Linked DNA regions of Sus scrofa: region 1 is linked to region 2. Evidence: chromatin contacts called from public Hi-C data. All regions are on one chromosome and are shown on one strand. The core of a region is the stretch at or near the end of the contact, and the rest is flanking DNA. Distances in the headings are between cores, read along the strand shown.

Evidence for each region. A called contact is a pair of places that touch in the nucleus more often than the background predicts.
Region 1: a Hi-C map of embryonic fibroblasts shows a contact between it and region 2, with 1.9 times the contacts expected there. The contact joins two enhancer-like sites. A contact is called at or near these places in 3 of 47 Hi-C or Micro-C datasets (embryonic fibroblasts and fibroblasts).

Annotation. Positions count from the first base shown.
Region 1 is chr18:53,540,421-53,544,715 of Sscrofa11.1, reverse strand. No RefSeq gene overlaps it. Among named protein-coding and RNA genes, the nearest start is that of INHBA, 650 kb to the right of the region's middle. Within about 2 kb of position 1,550, at least 4 of the 83 cell types and tissues checked have an H3K27ac peak or open chromatin away from gene starts, as enhancers often do. A contact at or near this core is called in embryonic fibroblasts, where this site is marked.
Region 2 is chr18:53,229,722-53,234,211 of Sscrofa11.1, reverse strand. No RefSeq gene overlaps it. Among named protein-coding and RNA genes, the nearest start is that of INHBA, 340 kb to the right of the region's middle. Within about 2 kb of position 1,786, at least 2 of the 83 cell types and tissues checked have an H3K27ac peak or open chromatin away from gene starts, as enhancers often do. A contact at or near this core is called in embryonic fibroblasts, where this site is marked.

The sequences.
Region 1 (4,295 bases), core at 301-2,800, 310 kb before region 2:
AGGGGTGAGACCAGGCTGGTACAGTGCATGGTAATTCCCACGCGGCCCTTGCTTGGCACCACTCCCGCCTTCTCTAGACTGCAGAGGGCCTGGGAGCATGCTACTTGGTGGTGGGGGACCATCCTGCTGCCTCTCGGTCACCCTAAAGGATAGTGTCTGGTCCTAATGCACAACGGCTTCCTTACTGGTCTGGTTAGAACATAAAGGCATCTCAGTTTCCGGTGGTATTAAAGACGGTGTTACACTACCACGACTGGACGTGACTGGAAGTGACTTGTTTGGGAGAAAAATGTGGTTCCAAAAAATGTACGTTTATGGTAAGTGATGGGCAACTGAGTGAATGATTACATTTCACCACCTACTATAGCCGGTCTTGAAGTGATCGGTTATTTGTAGGAAACAAAGAGTAAGTGTTTTTTTTTTTTTTTTTTTTTTTTTTCCCAGGAAAATTAGAGCGCAGAAACAGAAGTGAGCTTCCTTCCGAAGTCATGGGCACAGAGCCACAGGACAGATAAAGTTAGAATCATGGAGAAAATGTTGTATCCCATGCCTGCTTGTTCTGAATTCAGCTACGGACTTAGAGCCAAAGTATCTCTGGGTCATTCCATCTAGGGTCCTGGGTCATCCGCGCATCCCCCCTTTCTTCCGCCCTTCACGGTCCAGCCGGGGTGTTAGTACCCACATGGCTCTGACGCAGGGTTTTAATTAGACCATCCCAAGGTCGATCGCACCAGAAACACCTGGGGTGTCAGGTACCCCAGGTCAATCGGATTAAAATTTGAGAACCTAATGAGAAGTTAAAGTTGGTGAACCTCGGGGCTACACTGCAAACTGCAGTGGGCCGCCTTCTCACCGATGAAGTCAGCAGTCAGCTCCTCAGTGACACCTTCCCAGGCATGACTGGCCTCACAAAGAACCTTCTCTTAGATGGGCCTGACATCTCTTATCCACTTGCAAACTTGAACATGCACATCTCAATAAAGTAAGCCAGAGCTCCCATCCTGGCTCAGGGGAACTGACCCGACTAGGATCTGTGAGGATGCGGGTTTGACCCCCTGGCCTCGATCAGTGGGTCATGGATCCAGCATTGCCGTGAGCTGTGGCGGAGACTGAAGACGTGGCTTGGACCCTGCTTTGCTGTGGCTGTGGTGGAGGCCGGCAGCTGTAGCTCCAATTCAACCCCTCGCCTGGAAACATCCATATGCCCCAAGTGTGGCCCTAAAAAAATGAGTGAATGAATGAATGAATGAATGAATAAAGTGAGTCTACAAGTGTTCACTCAGCTTTTTCATGTGCATTCGAGAGTTCAAATCCAAAGTAAGCTGACTTCCTGACAAGTGCCTCATACTGCCCAGTAGGTAGGATTCCCTCACCACCTGAAATTACTGTTTATTTATTTGTTGGGGGCTCATTATCCACCTTCGCAGACCTAAATATAAAATCTTTGATATGAAGAACCTTGCCTGCCTGTTCACTGCGGTCCCAGCTCCTGGATTGGTAGCCGGCTTGTAAAAAGCAGGCAGTTAGCCCCTGCTAATGACTCAATGAGTCATATAAATAGTATGTGAGTAGAACACAAATTGTGCCAACAGCATCAGGAGGCATGGACATGGGTTAGGGAATCACAGTGGACTGGAGAATGGATGGGGTTAATTTCAGACACAGCCCTCAAGGTAGCACCGTGAGCTGAAATCTGAGAAGCTTCTGAAAGGCATAGAGAATCGAAGGTAGGAACTGGATCCTGGCCTCTGGGGACTAGTTCAGGCAGAGGCCTTGAGGCAGATGTTGAGAAACGGGTTCTGAAAAACAAGAAGCCCAGCTGTGCTGGAGCAGAGAGACCCTGGGGAGAAGCGACACGTGAAAGGGGCACCAGGGCAGGGCAGGTAGAAGCAAGTTGGACTCAGTGGTCAGAAGGTTCTGTTCGGTCCAGATGGTAACAGGAAGCCACTGGAGGGCCATGTTTACACATTTTCAAAATCCAATTAGGATACCACATGTTTTTATGTTCTAATCACCCATTCTGGGCCCATTAAATAAATTAGTTGAAAGAGAAAAACAAAGGGAAAAATAAAACGATGTGTCATTCAATAGCATTAGGAAATCATGGGATAAATGTGCGAAATTGGCAGGTTTGACCTGGAACCAAATTAATCCAAATGTGGTCTTGATGACTGAGTCTTGAACTGAACCAGGCCCACGCTGATGTTTGAAAATATGAACGGCTAAGGGAAAAAAAAAAATGATGGTGGTTTGGGTGAGGAAAAGAGGCATCTCTCTCACTTTGAATGGTTGAGACACCCCCTGACTGGGGGCAGAAGGCTCGGCCAGCTGATTTCTCATGCTCGATTCCAAGCTCTAGATTCTGTAAAGAACCCTGGTGGAGCCACAGGAGGAGGAAGCAGCTGTTTGAGTGGAATTCCCTCTGGAGAGGAAGGAAGTCCAGTCCAGCCGGCCAGATGGGGTCAGGCAAAGAGAGGAGAATGGGAGAGAGTGCAGGCCCTGGACTGAGAGGGAGCCCGATGGCCCAGGACCCTGGCATCAACTGCGCAGCCTTTCCTCGGCCTGAGCCACGAACTGGTCCTACCCAGAGGCGCGTGTGGTGAGCAGACAAGAGTGGCAAGACAGAGGGGATTGCTGTTGTCCCACGACCCAGTCACCATCAGCCTCCTGTGCTGCGATGACGTTATCACTTAGGACCCGTGACTCCCCAGCTGGGGCGCCCATCAGCCCCGGGAGCTTGTGGGAACCACAGGGACTGAGGCCTCACCCCAGACATGCTAAAGAAGAATCTGCACTTTCACAGTATTTCCCAAATGACTCATAAAGCTTGAGAGGTGCTGTGTGAGCGGATCTGGAGCAAACTAGATAAGATAAAATTAGAGGTGAGAAAAGGGAGAGAAATTGTAATCCCAGGGGACAGGGCTGCAGGGTGGGTAGGCCCGCCCCCTGCCCACTGAACTTGGACAGGGTCCAAGAATTGCTCCAGACCCACCTACATACATCCGCCGTGGAGACGCAGGCTCACAGATGTACATTTGTGTACACACACACACACACGTCGCTGGGAGAGTTTCCGTTCTGACCGCAGATCGGCTTGTTTTGTGCTTCGCAATGTGACTTTGGAGCTACTGTCTTTTCCCTGAATTACACCCAGTCCCTTTCATCAGTTGTGTTTTATGTTCTTGCCCTGTTTTGCTCCATATTCCAGCCTTACGTCTTTCTCGAGTGCAGCCCCAGGTCAACCAATAACCAGTGGAGCCAATGTCAAGACAGAGCTGCGGTTATTTGCCATTCAGCTGGAAAAATAATGATTCCCCAGCTTCCCAAGTGTGGAAATTTCCCGGAACCAGCCTCTTTCCAGAGCCTAGGGACCCCCCTCCCCCTCCCCCGTTAGTCCATGAACTTCCCCGCACTCGTATTTACTCACACGCCTCGTGAGGTTCCAGACGGGATGAGCTCACGCTCCGCCTGCTTCTTCCCGTCACCTGGAAATCTCCTCACGGCTTTCCTGGGCAGCTTCTTAGTATCTGTAAAGGGCAGAAGCACCAGCATCAGCTACGGGCAGCGCTGCGCGTCTGACAGATCTGGGTTCTGCCCAGCTCCACTACTCTGTGCCCCTAGTCAAGCCAGTCTTTGGGAGCTGTGGATGCGTTACCTGTAAAATGAGAATAATAACACCGCGGTGTAGAAATGTGTCATTATCGAAGAGGCAGCTGGTACCTGCACATAGCCAGGGCTCCAAAAATGATAAATGACACCCATCTGGGGCCTTTGGTGGTCAATTCGCTAGATAATCTGGACTTATAAGAAGCATTAGTAAATCCAAATGCCTCATTTATGCTGTGATTATTTCATTTCTTCCTAGAGAGGGCTACCTTAAGACCCACATAGGTTTCAGGGGCAAAGACCGTCCATTCAATTATACTCATCTTACCTCCAGAAAAACTAAAAGTTAAACAAAGCAGAAGAATGCAAACTCAAGAGACGTATTGTGATAAAGCAACGGGTGTACTTTTAGACTCTCAGGAGCTATGATGAAAATTCTAAATAAAAGGCAAAAGAGCCTGAGGCTGTTTAAGTATTTCCACATTCAGAACTCCTGTAAATATCTGTGTAGGTGAAGTACATGGCTGCCAGAACAATAAGGCCATCTGCAAACCACCACCGATAATCCAAGCAGAGAACCTCTGATAAAATCTTACATTGTGATTTTTTTTTGAAACTAAAAAGTCACTTCTGTGATTGCAGAGAGTTCTGTCCCACAGGATCTACTGTGCTGTTTCAGAACAATGAGA
Region 2 (4,490 bases), core at 537-3,036:
CTGCTACCCTCTCTCCCTTCAACCCCCCACCCTCACCCTGTCCCCTACCAGGCTGATTTGGGGGCTTCTTTGAGTCTCCTGTACCCTATCCTCGCACAGCTCCTATTACTGGTATTTACATGATCCTGGCTCCCCGAATAGTTCAATTATAGAGCAAGATACAATTAATTTCAAAACAATTTGCAACAAATTGCAGAGATGCCTCCATGTGCACATTGGTTAAGGCTGTAGAATAAATGTTGAGACGTGAACAAGGGGTAGGGCTAGTTTGAGAGGTTTAACAACAGGGCGTACCCATTGTGACTTAGTGGGCTACAGACCCAGCATCTCCAAGGATGCAGGTTTAATCCCGGGCCTCTCTCAGTGGGTTAAGGATCTGGCGTTGCCACAAGCTGCAGTGTGGGTTGCAGATGCAGCTCGGATCCAGTGTTGCTGTGGTGAGGCCTCAGCTGCAGCTCCAATTCAACCCCTGGCCAGGGAACTTCCATATGCCACAGATTAGCCATAAAAAGAAAAGAAAAGGAAAAGGTTTAATAACAGAAGCAGTTTGACCGCATTCTTAAAGACAGCCACCAGAGCACCTCAGCACAGAGCAGCCTGGAGCATCAAGAGGCTCGCTGGCTCAGGAGCCAGTCATGTGTGCCGTCGTTCACCCCTGCCGACCAGCTGAATGAACTTGAATCAGTCGTTGACCTCTGCGGGCCGGAAGGACTCCGCAACACCCCTTCCTCTCCTCCGCTTCAGTGACTCTTCAGTGTTCCGAGTTCTCAGACCCTTTGTGGTTTCGTGGACCATTTTTAAAAATTGGAGGAACTGATTTGAGGACGACAGCTTTATCTTTGGTCAAGGAAGGACATGAACAAAATGATCATCTGGGAATTCCTGTTGTGGCTCAGCGGATTATAAACCCAACTAGTATCCGTGAGGATGTGGGTTTGATCCCTGGCCTCGCTTGGTGGGTTGGGGATTTGGCATTGCCCTGCGCTGTGGGGTAGGTCACAGATGCAGCTCAGATCTGGCGTTGCTGTGGCTGTGGTGTAGGCCCGTGGCTACAGCTCCGATTTGAGCCCTGGCCTGGGAACTTCCACATGCCACAGGTGAGGCCCCAACAAGCAAAAGAATACGAAAATTATTATCTATGGCATTAATATTTTATTAAAGAAAACATATTTTAACATCCCCCCCAAAATAAGTGTGAAAACTTATTTTATAATAAAAGGACCTATGTAGGTATGTAGAGAAATACAGAGAAAGCTCCTTATATATGATTCTGTTTTTTCTAAGTTTGCTGCACTGCAGAGGAAACTCTTTCCAGCAGAGGATGAAAAGGCACTGAGATGGTGATAGTGGCCGTAGGGAAGGGAGGCAGACCCCAAGGCCCAGAGTCAAGGGCCGGGAAAGGGTCAGAGTCCTTATTTGCTGACCCAGTGGGAGATTCGCGTCTTTGTGGCCTGGAGGCACTAATCAGGTGAACTGGAAGAGTTTTCTAAACATCGTGATGAAGCCAGGAAACATGTTTCTACTCGTTTCAAGCTTCTCCTATGAGTTTAATACATTTATTTACAAAACCTTTAGGTAACGCTTTGTAGTAATTTCCTCGGCATCTTCTAAAATACGCAGTCGCTGCTGAGTCGGGGCGCAGTGGTGATTTGCACCAATGTCATGGTCTCTTTTGAGACCTGATATCCATGGCATATACATCTTGTTCTGCTTTGTCCTTCGGGGTTGCTGTTACTGTATATACATCCCATATGGGAGTTAGAGAGATTGCGGGCAGATGAATAAAGGAAAAAGCATTCAGACTAATCTCACGGGGTAACATTGTGAAGGAGTGAATCACAAGAGATTTGAAAGGTTTCCCTGGTTTTGGAGAAGAACCAAATCTGAGGGTGGGAGGGGGTGGATCTTCACATTCTTTGATTCCCACAAAATTTTAAGGCTCTTGGCTTTCCCTCGAAGATTTTATACAGTCGATGAAGATTAGAAAGTTGATTTTTTTTTTTTTGTATATACAAAAACACAGTCTTGATTTGGGGAGTTGAGTGGCTAACTTGATTTTGAACTTGTTTACTGCTGGAAAATAATGGCTTCCTGTTTTTGACAAGGGAGCAACATCAAAAAAGGTTTACAAATGAAAATTAAAAGGTTTCTTGGACAGCACACACACTAGCAGTATTTTGGAAATGGGTCCTAAGTGAATCTGAAAACAGAATAACTGCCCCCTGAAAGGCACATGGGCTTGGTAACTAATGTGAAAATTGTTTAATAAATGGCAATTTGGTCTAAATGCAGCCTTCTAATGAAGGGGAGGAATGTCCCGTAATAGCCAGCTCTGTTCATTCTGTTTTCAGCTTCCAGGGTAATACGAAGGATGAGGACAGATTGTTTCTTCAGGACAGTCTTGACAAAAAGTTATGGCCTCTCCAATTTAGAGGGAAGATAAATGCTAATTTTGGCTTCAATTTCAGTGTTTTATGCATCTTTGTATACAATTCGGTTACAAAATTGGGGTCTGCAGTGGGCTAGGTTCTGAGGCTACGGAGATGGACAGGATCCAGTCTGTCGGTCCATCACCTCTTGAGAATCATGGTCTAAGCAGCCGCCTTTCTCTGTAAAGGCCCATATATAGGAAATAGTTTAGACTTGAGAGCCATGAGCTTTTTGTTGCCACCACTCAACTCTGTGGTATACTGTGAAACCAGCTATAACGTGTTGTACAAGCGAACGGGCATGGCTTGTTCCAATAAAACTTTATTTCCAGAAACAGGCAGCAGAGAGGGTTTAGCCCCTGAGCCGTAGTTTGGTAACTCCTGGACTAGAGACAGAGATAGCTTATAGGAAGAGGTAATTATAACACAGGGTAAGATGTTTTATAACGAAGCCACTCTGTGAACCCAAAGGAGTCAGGTCAGTCTGGGAGAAGGTGGAAAGTGCGGATTCGAAAGGAAATGACATCAAGCCGGGCTTGGGATGATGGACAGGACTGGGCCAGTGACACATGACTGTTGGCTTCCCTTCTCAGCAGAAAACGTTCTCAAGTTCTTTTCATAACAAAGGATTTTAATATAAATTTCATTGCAGAAGTATTTCAAAAGGAATACTTGATCAAATGTCAATAAACCAGTAAACAAAAACCTGATAAATAATTTCCAAACTAAGTTTAAAGGGCCGTCTTCTTGTATGATCATCAGTAAACATTCCGAAATCTCAAATGTTTCATTTGATTCAAGAAGAAGGAGAATTTAATATCTGATCATTTAAATAAGGGTTCAGATGGCCTTCTATGCATGATGAAATGGCCAAATTTTCCATTTTGGCATATGCATTTGTTACATGGCAGTGACAGATTACCATAGACTTGATAGTTTGAAACAATGTGTGCTTATTATCTCAAAACATACACGGGTCCGTCGTGTGGCCAAGGCCCAGCTGGATCCATTGCTCGGGCCTCACAAGACTCTGCACCCAAGAAGTGCACGATGTCGCCTTCTCTTCTGGAAGCTCAGCCCGGGAGAATTCACACTCAGCCTGTGATTTCCCTGTGGCCAGAGGATTGAGGGCCCTGGCTTTCTCGTGGGTTATTGGCCAAAGGCTGCCTTCAGCTCCTAGCAACCAGTAGAATTCCTAGCAGCCCCTTACACTCTGTTGCTCCCTGGGTTTCTCCAGCCCAGCCTCTCCCTTCATCAAACCCACAGGAAAGTCTAGCTCCAGTCTGTTCAGACAGATCCTTACAGAACGTAACCTAACCATGGCAGTGATAGCTCCTCACCTGGCTATGTTTTATTGGATGGAAGCCGGGTCGTGCCCATTCCAGAGGAGGGAATTAAAATGAAACACTAGGAGGTAGAGACAATGTCGGGGCGGGGGGGGGTGCTGATGGGAGGCGCCTTAGGGTCTGTCTGCCACAGGGTCTGTCTGCCTACTTTTCTGCATGTGCTGTGTTTGGTTTTCCTTGTGAACAGAGACTTCCTTTATGAGCAAGTAGAGCCAGTAACTGTGGAAGGATTGAAAATAACCCACCCTGTGTGCCCGACTCCAAAATGTGGCATTTCCCCTTTATAAGAGAGGTTATTGTGGAGTTCCCTTGTGGAGCAGCAGGTTAAGGATTCAGCATTGTCAGTGCAATGGCTCAGGTCACTGCTGTCACACGGGTTCAGTCCCTGGCCCGGGAACTTGCATATGCTGTGGGCACAGCTCCCCCCGGCGGCCCCCCCCCCCCCCGCAAAAAAAAGAGAGAAAGAGAGATTGTTGGAATGCATAAAGGTAGAGTAAATTATGGACGATACTGTGGTCACTAAGAGCTCAGCTGGGAACCGGTCTGGGGGTCTGGGTAACTTCGAAGCCTCTTCTTTTAATCAGTACGACCGGGCGTGCCCCCGACGAGCAGGGCGAAGCCCTCTGCGGACGAGCTCCCATCACTATGGTCTTAAGCGACAGGTTTGCCTTTGCTCCGTGCCGTGCTCAGAGCCATCCTCACTCACAAAGACCTG